Regions from separate parts of the Mus musculus genome. Here region 2 is linked to region 1. The links are chromatin contacts, called in public HiCAR-type maps. All regions are on one chromosome and are shown on one strand. The core of a region is the stretch at or near the end of the contact, and the rest is flanking DNA. Distances in the headings are between cores, read along the strand shown.

Evidence for each region. HiCAR-type assays count read pairs that join an accessible place to other places.
Region 2: a HiCAR-type map of fibro-adipogenic progenitors shows a contact between it and region 1, with 5 times the contacts expected there. The contact joins two enhancer-like sites. A contact is called at or near these places in 1 of 15 datasets of contacts at CTCF or cohesin (pro-B cells), 16 of 484 Hi-C or Micro-C datasets (B cells, the Ba/F3 cell line, CD4 T cells and 11 more), 4 of 115 datasets of contacts at active chromatin or transcription factors (bone marrow-derived dendritic cells, embryonic stem cells and fibro-adipogenic progenitors) and 2 of 9 other capture datasets (adipose tissue and liver).

The regions. Positions count from the first base shown.
Region 1 is chr11:16,525,742-16,531,344 of GRCm38.p6, forward strand. No RefSeq gene overlaps it. Among named protein-coding and RNA genes, the nearest start is that of Sec61g, 20 kb to the left of the region's middle. Within about 2 kb of position 2,835, at least 12 of the 459 cell types and tissues checked have an H3K27ac peak or open chromatin away from gene starts, as enhancers often do. A contact at or near this core is called in fibro-adipogenic progenitors, where this site is marked.
Region 2 is chr11:17,026,290-17,031,892 of GRCm38.p6, forward strand. No RefSeq gene overlaps it. Among named protein-coding and RNA genes, the nearest start is that of Plek, 20 kb to the left of the region's middle. Within about 2 kb of position 2,927, at least 3 of the 459 cell types and tissues checked have an H3K27ac peak or open chromatin away from gene starts, as enhancers often do. A contact at or near this core is called in fibro-adipogenic progenitors, where this site is marked.

The DNA.
Region 1 (5,603 bases), core at 1,585-4,084:
TCTTTCTTTCTTTCTTTCTTTCTTTCTTTCTTTCTTTCTCTCTGTGACACAGTCCAGCAAAGCCATACTGATGGAAGTGGAAAGGTCAGCGTAGGAACTTTGGGAAGGTCATGAAACCCTCAGCCCTCTGGAAGGGAGAGGCTAATTAGCATTTCTCAGACCTAAGGGCAGGAACCTGCGGGTGGGGACACATTCCTCAGGACAGACCATTGCTCACCTTCAGACAAGGGAAGTCCTTGTCACCTCATTCCCTAAAGACCAATCAGTTTAAAAGGTGCACTGTTCAGCCAATCATATTGTGCCTAGTTGCAGATGCTCTGTTCTGGCCCTGGAAACCATATAAAAATTCCCCAAACTGGTGCTGGGGGGTCACTGCCTCTCCTTTGGGTCTGGACGACTCCAGTGCACTGGAACAATAAATTCCTCTTGCTTTTTGCGTTGATCCTGACTCCACATGGTTCACTCAGGTGTCCCTGGTAAGCTAAGGCTCCCCGGAGTCTTACAAGACTTTGCCACTCTGGTGGCAACAGAAAAATCCAGAAAAGGACATTTGGACTTTGGGTCTAATGTCCAATTTTTATGTGATCCCTGCACTGACAGATGCTCAGCAGCCAAGGCAAGATGATGGAATTGATGGTACATATTACCGTTAAAGTCTCTGGTCTGTGAGAGAGGGACTTGTGGATTGTAATTATGGTACTCCAGGATAGAGACTCAGCCTGCCCTGAATATTGTGCATAATTCTTTGAGCTTGTTCCCAAGTGGCTCTAAGCTCTAGTTTGCTTTTCTAAAAGATGAAGGAAGCCACATCTTTCTCACGGGATTGTTTGTAAGATTAACAGATGCTCTGTGCAAGTGCTGGCACTCAAGGTCTCATTATGCGATTAGTTTGTGTCCCTCCTCTCTTTTGTGGTTACCTGCAATCCTGTGACTAATTCTCTGCTTCTGAGATAAATTCCAGTGGCAAACCTCCAAGTGAGTGCAGGGCTCTGGTCCTGAATGTTTATAAAGGGATGTGAGCATGCTCCTCACAAGGTTTGCTCATATTTTCTGTCCTTTCTTCTGAATCTGGGTAGAAGATTAAATTCTGTCCATTTCTTTTGGCAACAGTAGTTTGCTAAACCTTTCCAAGGGGGACCTTCATATGTCTACACCATGTGATAAGCTGGAAGATGAGAACTTCCCAAGGATATCTCAGAATCACTTGCCTTTCTTAAACACTGGTCTCTAGGGCTTCCCATTTACATGGTACTGTGCTGATCTTCATGTTGCAGCCCCTCACATATCTCAGTCACCTGGACATGGCATCATGTGGTTGTATACATCAGTCATTAGAATACATATATTCCCTCAGCTAATATGGATTTTGAACATCCCTGCAGGGCCCATGCTCCCAAATGTTCATGCCACAGGAAGATTGATGAACTGCTAAGAGGTGGGGTCTATTAGAAGGAAGTAAGGTCACTTATTTGAAAAGGACTATGGGACCCTGTTCTCTTCCTTTGTCTCTGGTTGAGTCCTGGACATGACATGATCCACTTTTCTCCATAAGCATACTTGTTGAATGATGCACTGTCTTATCTCAGGGCTGAAGCCAACTTATCGTAGACCAAAAGTGTGAGAAACAAAACCAAACCAACTTTTTCCTTATAAGCTGGTCCTCTCACACATAAAAGGAAAGCAGATGTACTCTGTCCAACATCATCTATGATTTTTCTTGTATCCTTCCCCTTAACATCTAGCTGATGGTCACCCAGAAGTCCTAACCAGTCAGTTCCTGCACCTTCTCCCTGGCTTCAGCAGGCTGCAGCATTCTCCTGCAAGTTTCTCTCTATTCCTGTACCACCCTACCATGCTCTTCTCTTCCAGGTCCAGGTGTAAACTCTTAATATGCTGCCAATCTGGAGTCCTTCCCTTTAGCTTCTTGCACAGCTTCTTATTGCAGCTAACTTAAAATCTATGCTCCTGTGGACCTCCTGACTGCCTCGCTGCAGTCCTCCCATTTCCCTTTCAGTCACTGTGGTTCCAGTTTATTTTCGGTCTCTTTAATACAACGCATCTTCCCACCCAAACCTCCACACTTACTTCTTTCCTTAACTCCCAGTAAAAAGCACTGTGTCAAGATGTTCTGTATATCTGTGCCTATGTATAGGAACATCTGTAAAGTACCTGTTTGGGGAAGTGGCTTTGTTGTTTAAAAAAAAAAAAAAAAAAGGCCTTTATCTCGTTTATTATTAGCTGAGAGTATCAGGCATAGTCACGTAGAACAGGAATTGGGAAATATTCGATGAATGAGCAAAAGAAAAATAGAATGAAAAATTAGAAAGTGCACAAGTGAAAATCAAGTGAAATTTAGAAAGGTTTTGCTCATCCTAAAAGAAGTAGGCCTTGACACTGGCCCAGAGCCTGTAGTGAATGGAACCTGAGTTTCATAAAACCCTGTCACTGAAAGAAGTCAAAGGGAAAAGAGTGTCATATGTATTCCTTCATTGTGAGGGGTTCTTCCGTGGCTTCTCCATGTAAGACATACAAACCTGGTGTGGCCACATTCCCAGCTTTGGAACTGTACTTACAGACTTGATGTGCGTTGCCTCTCAGATAGCTCTTTGCTATCAGTCAGAGCTTCATGATGTCCAAGGAAGGTGTTGGGATTCTTTTAGAGACACGCACAGTTACCCACAGCAGCAAGAAAATCTTTAATCTGTCTTGTTTATCTGAAAGTAGGATCACAGAATGTTCTGTTTGGTTTTGGCAGCAAGGGTGATGATGAGGTTGTTTCCGCTGGGACAAGGTCAACACTGCTAATATTCATGGCATCAGGACCAAATTTGGACTACTTCTAAATTAGAAAAGTAAAAGTTGCCCAAGGGAACAGATGAGCTAAATGCGAAAGTGAGTGACTAACATCACTAGTTGAAAGTACTCATCGAGCACCTAATCACATGATCAGAGTCAGCTCTTTGCGATTAATTGTTTTAGGCTGGCCTGGAACTCTTGGTAGTCTTCCTGCCTCATTTTCCAAAGTATTAGAATCACAGATGTGAGCTTCTACTTCCAGCTTCAAATTCATCTTTTGAGATTTCTCCTCATCGTAGAGGATTTATCCTGGAGTTCCTATTAGCAATCTAATTGCCCTCAAGACACAAGTATAAATTCCTTGGATATTTGATACCTAAAAATTGTAAGATTTAGTTTCATAATGTTGAAAAAAGTGAAAGGGGGCTGGGATGAGAATATGGCTTAGTAAACTCATGCCTTGCCAGCCTGAAGACCTGAGCTCAACCCCAAAATCAATATGAAAAAGCCAGGTGCAGTGGGGCATCTCTGTAATCCTAGTGTGGGGAGGAGAGGCCAGGGATCCCTGGGGCTTTGCAGACTAAGCAGCCTAGACAAATTGGTGTGGTGTAGGTTCAGTGAGAGTCTTCCTTAAAATACAAATTAGAAAAAAAAAAAAAAAAAAGAGGTATGGCTAGTAAAGATTTTACCTTGATTAAGGGTTTTCATTGCTGTACAAAAAAACAAACAAACAAACAAAAAACAAAAAAAACAAAAACAAAAAAAAAACCCCAACAACTTAATCCCATCTGTTGATACTTGAGAGTAATTTCCAAGCTGTTGATCTGCTGTTCAGAATGTTCTTGTCTGCCCCAGTGTTTTAAGTATCCCCTGTTTTCATCTAGAATTTCTAGCATTTTGGGTTCTAAATCAACATTGATCCACTTAGAATAAGTTCTTATACAAAGTAACATAAATGAATTCAGTTTCTGCTAGTACAAATCCAGTCGGCCAGAACCACTTGTTAACTAGACTATCTTTTCACTGTGTTTGCCTCCTTTGTTAATAATTAGGCAGGCACAGATTTGCTAGTTTATTTGGGAGTTCTTTATCCTGTTGCATTTGTCTACCCATCTGCTTTTTATGCCAGTACTACGCTGTCTTTATCACTAAAGCTCTGTAGTCTAATTTGAGACTGGGTGTTGTGATGATGCCATCTGTAATCTTACTTCTTAGACTAACTTTGGCTATCTGTGGTCTTTGGTAATTGAGTATTAGTTCTAGTTCTGTGAGATATGACAACAGAATTTTAATAGGTATAACAATATGTTTGCTATATTTTAGAAAAAGAGCTATATTAGTTACTCTTTTTGGTTAATTCCATAAAATATCATGGTCAAGGCAATTTAATGAAGAAAGGGTTTATTTTGCCTTATAATTCTAGAAGGATAAAATTCCATCATGGTGGGCAGGCATGACGGCAAGCAGCAGATATGGTGACAGGAGGAAAAAGCCTGAAGTTGACATCCTCAGTCTCAAACACAAAGCAGAGAGACAGAGAGAAACAGAGACAGAGAGACTTAGAGAGAGTAACAGGATATTTGGTCACACTGTGAACCCCAAAATTGTGTTATTTTACTGAAAAAAAAACGTGTTTCTAGTTGTGGTGTATGTCAACCTTAGCACACACCTTTAATTCCTCTGGGCTAGAATACAAATAGGCCCTTAGTACACACCTTTAACCAAACAAGGAAGGTAAAATTAGTCTGTACCCATGTTTGAAATTATTGTCTAATTGACTGGCAGAAAAAGTGATGAATCTGAGAAAGATTTCATAGAATGAGTCAGGCATAGGTTATGCCCAACTTTCATGATAAGAGACAAGAAAGGGAAGCTACTTAAGAGAGCAAGGCCAGAGAGGGTAAGAAGAGAAGGAGAAAGAGGAGGAGGAGGGGAGGGGAGAGAAAAGAAGAGGAGAGGAAGAGAAGGAAGAGGAAGAGGAGGAGGAGGATAGTTTTGTTGGGGCAGTTATTGAGAGACAGAATGAAGAAAGAACAAGCTAGAGACACAGGGAAAGACAGACCGAGCCAGAGAATTAGAAGTAGCCAGAAGATTAGAACATGTTGCCAAAGCTAATATGAGATCCAGAGCAAAGCAATTCAGAAGTTGAAAGAAGCCCAATTGAATCAGTTAGCATGTAGAGGAGTTTTGAGCCAGGATAACTGAGTTGAACCAGCAAGAGTTCAGAAAGACCAAGAAAGTGTGAGTTTATTTATCAGTTAAGTCTCAGAGGCTGAAAACATTCTAGGCCTAGATAAGATTGTATGGAGGTTAGAAGCTTCCTGGACTAGGCCTAGGTTAGCATATAGCAAGCCTCCAAGACATCCATCACAATAGATGAATAAAAGTTACATTGACAAGAGAGAACTGGTCATGGGCTGATACTGTAAACACCTGAAGCCTGCCTTCAGTGACAGACTTCCTCTAGCAAGCCTATACCACTTAAACCTTCCCAAACAGCCCCACCAAACTGTGGATAAAGAGTTCAAATACCTGAGTCAATAAGAAACACTGCATTCAAAGCATCACAGGAGGTGAATTTATAAAGAAATGTATAAATTAAATACCAAGAAAATAAAATGGCCAGTCAGCAAATAGGCTGATGAACCAAATTAACAGTTTTCATAAAAAGAAGTCGCTATGACCACCAACTGTCCTTAAGTGTGTTTATCACTCCAAATCATCAGGGAAATGCAAAATTAAACAACTTTGAAATACTCTCTCCCTTCAACAAAATAGTTATCATCAAGAAATTTGACAAAGATTAT
Region 2 (5,603 bases), core at 1,677-4,176, 500 kb after region 1:
AACCCTTGAATTCTCAGTTGAAAGCAGAGTAGACTGGTTTACTCAGCTACATTTCTTATAGATCCCAGGCTCAGTAGCATCAATTAGCTTGTCCCACCTACATTAATTAGCTGTCAAGAAAATGTCATATGAACATGTTCATAAGCCAATCTGATGGGGTCAATATTTCTATGTAGTTTCCCTCTTCCAAGATGACTCTAGTTAGTGATAAATTGATAAAATCTAATTAACACAGCCAACTGTCAAATCCAAACACAAACATATGACTGTTAAGCTATAACATATTTTTACTTATTTATCCCAAAATCTCATGTTCATATTACTATGTAAACTATACTACAACTTTAAAAGTTTCACTGTCTTTAAATGATTTCAAACACTGAAAAGGCCGAGTTCTCATAAAAAATCCAAAGTCTCTTAACTGTGGACACATGTAAAATAAAACACAAGTTATCTACATTCTCAGTCTAAGATAAGTAAAGCATGGCTACAGTCAAGTCAAAGGAAACCATGTATCCAGAGGTATAACAAGCTCAACGTCTGACATCTGAGACTCACTTGAGATTACCTGGCTTGAGGAGACCCACATCTCCAGCTCTGCCATCCATAGCATACACACAGCTTGTCAAGTAGAGTCAGACAGGCTCTACCCAACCCTTCCACTGTCCTTAACAGTCATTCTACAGTCATGACATCTCCAGTATGCTAAGGTTTCCACTACAACTGAGGCTATCCCTTCAACAATGGCCTATTTTGGGTTGTTCACAAACTCAGATCCTGCCAACATAGTGCCAAGCCTCAGCCTCTTTTTATGACATCTTCAATCCAGCAGTTTCACTGCAACTGAGGAAAATGAAATTATCAGAAAAATGAGTGGGACTAGAGAAATTTATACAGAGTGAGATAATTCACTCCCAATAGAAACATGTTGCATGTTAATTCATATGTGTAAACTAACCTTAAAAGTGTTCTATTTCTGTTTGAGTAGCATAGAGAAGCCATAAAGCAAAAAAGTGACATTGACAGAGGGGAAAGAAGCTTTTAGAGAGGGTACATATAGAGAGAATATATGTGATACAACAGAATTGCAAATACTTGGTGTCAAAAAATTGAAGTAGGATGAAAGTGGCGGAAAGAAGGAGGGTAAGTGGCAAAGAGAATTAATGGAAACTAAGGATTATAAAAGCACTATTATAAGCTAATTTTAAAATGCAATTTTTAAAAGCTTAAACTTCTTATAAGGTATCCTACATGGATATATAATGCAGATCCCAGAAGCCATAGGCTATTAAGTGAAAAGTCTCACTGCCAGGTATATCTTTCTACTCTCTGTACCCTGTCAGGGAGGTCCACAAAATGACACAAGCTTTTGTAATTGCTCTTTGTTCCCCATAAGAACAATATGATAAGACCCCATTTCTGAAGGTACCAAAAACTTTTATTACAAACTGTAGGAAATTAACTTGGGACTGAGAAGGAAGCTTTCTCCTTGTTGGCTACCTTATATATAGCTAGAAGATGCTATTCATCCTTCTGGAAGAGACAAGCCATCAATGACCTAAAATTATTTGGAACACTATGAGCTATAGTATCAACCTTCCAGGCGATCTTCCCAGGTGCCCACTGGTAAAATAATGACATGATTGCCATGGGGGGTAACTTACCTCTTCTTTCTGCTTAGATTGGATGCCTGCTTCTCAAGAGGGAAGTTACAAGTTGTTCTGTCAATCTAGTCAAAAGCCCATACATGGGGAGGTCCTAGACCCTTAAAGGCAACTTTCTGTCATTTTACTAAATGGACATGGTATCAAACTGCTTTGTAAACACTTTTGTTTCTAATCATGGCTTAGTGCTTCTCTCTGTCTTATTCATACATGCTTTTCTGCAGCAGGTGATGGTTAACACAGAGACTCACACCTGAAAGTGCTGAGGATAAGCAAGTATTGAGTTCTCAGCCCTAAACAAGACATGTATATACCCTCCTCTAAGGCTCAGAGAACATTATGTAAGAGAGGCAGAAAATGCAGAGTGCTGCAAAATACTATCTTCTAAACATGACATGACCATTGTACTCCTGAAATCACAACAATTGATTGCACAAGACAAAACCCATCACAGTCTATCATCCATGGTTGATATGCTCATGACCCCTCACTGAGGAGCTAATGGCCGTTATTTGTTGCTGGTGTAGGGAAAATCCTTTCCTTTAGTACTATAGCCATAAGTCACTAATCTCTATGCCGGTAAATAAGCCCTCACCCTTGCTCATGCAAGCAGCCCTTATTAAACTCAACAGTGACAAGAAAGTAGTAGGGAAGGGACTTGTGAACAGAAGGGGTTCTATGGGGGTGGGAAGCATGAGAGAAGCATGTGAGGGTGAGATGAGCAAAATGCATTACATGCACTTAGGAAATTGTCAAAGAATTAAAATGTAAATGAATGCTTAAAGGAAGAAAGGAAACACAGTGTGTACTATCACTGTCTCTGGTTCCACAGAGTTATCTGCTGAATCTCCAAAATACTCAAAAGACACTGAAGGGGGCCAGAGTTGTCATCACGGAAAGTTCACAGAACTTGAGAAACACCACGTGCGCCTGATGCTTCCCCAGGCTCACACAGCCAGGGACATATGTCTACAGCTGCATGGTGGTCACTAGATACTAAGGATGTCTTGATTCTTCCACGTTTTGAGACAAGTGATTTCATAAAACCAGCTTCCTAGGACACATCAGCTTGGAGCTCCAGGTATCACTTGCCCGTCTTACATTTCCTGCTCCCATCCACATGAGCTAGTGGGATTAAGTGCAGCTGAGGTCACTGCAAGATTTTTTAAGTAAGCTATTTTAGAAGCTACTGACATCATCAGCTCAAATCTCGTATTCCTGGGTCAGCACCTCATGCTCCTCACAGCAACAACAGTCACGGTTTTAGCTTATTATTGTTTGGCTGCAAAGGACCATGGAGATCTGGGTGTGGTCACCAGGCACTGGCGAGACTTAGTAGTGAGACTCAGAGAAATCGATGAGTTTCTTCCCAAATGAATCCCAGTGAAACGAAACATCAGAACATGACTTGATTATGAAAGTATTAGAATGCTAACATTTAAAACATGCATACATAATTTTTTATTATTATTCAAATCACTAATTCCTTTAAAGATACTCTATGGAGGAAAAGTTAATAGTTGGATTTATTTAAATAGTTATCAAATACAGTTGCAAAGACTCCACTGGATGACCTGTGATTTTCTTTCCCATTCCTAGACTCTGCAAGTCCCATGAAGTGGTGTTCTCTAATTTTAATCTCATTTAGTCCCCTCAATTTAATGAGGTAACGATTACCATTGTTATTATTCTCCTTGTCTTATAGTTGGGGCAGCAAGATGAGAGAAGTTAACAAACTTGCCAAAAGAAGCACAATTCAGAAGGATGAAAAGTGAGACTTGGTTGAGCTCTGCCTCACTCCAGAGATTACAGACTCAACAATGCCTGACATGATGTCACCTCTAGGCTACCTTGATTGGCACCCAAGATAAATGATTCATGACATTGACATTGGCTCCCCCAAATCCACCTGCTCACCTAGTAAATAAAGCTCTCTTGAGCTTTTAGTTTTTGCATGGTATTTCCAACTAGGGAAAGAAATACATACATACATACATACATACATACTATGGAAGGCACTCAATAAAATATTCTAGAATAATTTAGATTTTGTATTTAGCAGAGTTTTTTTGTATAGATTTTTATGGCACAGAGTTTTTAATCTCTTAACAAATCTCAGGAAAAGAAATAAGACTTTACTCCAAAGTAGAAAAGACCCTCATTCCAAAGACTGTCACAACAATAGGAGACATGTAGAAAGCTTTAGTCATTCATAAATAAAACTTGGAAAATCTGAGAACACACATGTGCACACACACATATCTCAGGAGATAATCCTTTAAACATTCCTTTGTGTAAATTCATTCCACAGACTGAGACAAACGTTGAGTTTTTTGGCAAAGTTTTAGAGTGTGTGTTCTAGGAAATATATATATATATACTCTGAAGTATAGTCAAATTATTATTCAACAAATAATAGCATTTCAGTGGTTAACCTTTAAAACACTTTCTTGCACAAATGACAAATAATGTATAGGAGTAAGCTGCCTGTCTTTTTCACTATAAATTCCAAATGACATTTAACATTGGGCTGATATTGGTAAAATTCTGTAATAATAATAATAATAATAACAATTTTAAAAAACAGGCAGGATTCAAGGCAGTCCTTTTATGTTTCAAAATGAGTCTTATGTTCCTCTTCCTGGTTAATGCAAACTGCATTTGTATCTCAGCACTCAGTAGCTGGACCACTAATGTTCCCATGCCTTTGTCACCAACCTATTTCTGTTGATAAAATTGATTTAGCACATAGCACAGTCTCATTCTGTCTCACCATGTTTCAGATGGTGATTCCAACTAGTGATGAGAAAATGCATCCTGTAAGGCAGACTGAATCAACGGCATTCAAAACAGGATCTGGCATATATTAATAGCAGCGTGTGCATGCATGTGGTGTGTGTGTGTGTGTGTGTGTGTAGATAATGATTACAGAAGATAGATAGGTAGATAGATAGATAGATAGATAGATAGATAGATAGATAGATGGATGGATGGATAGATAGATAGATAGATAGATAGATAGATAGATAGATAGATAGATAATAAATACAATGGATACATACATAGATACATGGATGTGTGGATGGATGGGGGAGAGAGAGAGAGAGAATGTACAGACAGGTTTTATTTTATTTTGTTTTGCTTTGCTTTGTTTTGTGTCCTTTTGAAATTAAATGTTTCTGTGTAACCTTGACTGCACTGGCACTCACTCTGTAAATCAGGCCTGCCTCAAACTCAAATATCTGCCTGCTTCTGATTCCCATGATCTAGGATACATCATCACCACACTCAGCCAATATATAATTTAAATAATGAATGAATAAGATAAGATCCAAGGTGAAGAATGGTAAGACTGCATGGTTCTAATCCCCTACTACACAGGCAGTTATCTCTTCACTGATATTATACCCTTAAATTACATTAATATTTCATTAGCTATTTGAGAATTTCATACATTATATGTTGAACATGTTCTTCCCCTTTCCCACCTCCTTCCAGATACACCCCCATCACACCCACCCAATTTTGCATCCCCATAAAAATTTTAAAAAACCACCAAGTCCTATTAGTGTAGCTTATACAGTGTTAACTGTGTGGCCATCCACTGGAGCATCTTAGACCTACTAAAGATCATAACCTTAAAGAAAGCTAACTCATCTTCCCTCAGCAACTATCAGTCACCAATTTCTCTTCAGCTAGATTTTGTCCAGCTTGGGTTTTCACAGATTCTGTGCATGTTGTCACAACTGCCGTGCGGTCATACATGTAACAGCCTTATTATGTCTGGAAAATACTGCTTCCTGGACTCATCTACCACCTCTCACTCTTATACTCAGTCTTTCTTCCCCCTCTTCTAAAACCACCACAGAGCCTTGGGAGGATAAGCATGTATAACATAGAAGTCCAAGTTCTCTATTACAAATAGAAACTTCTTTAATT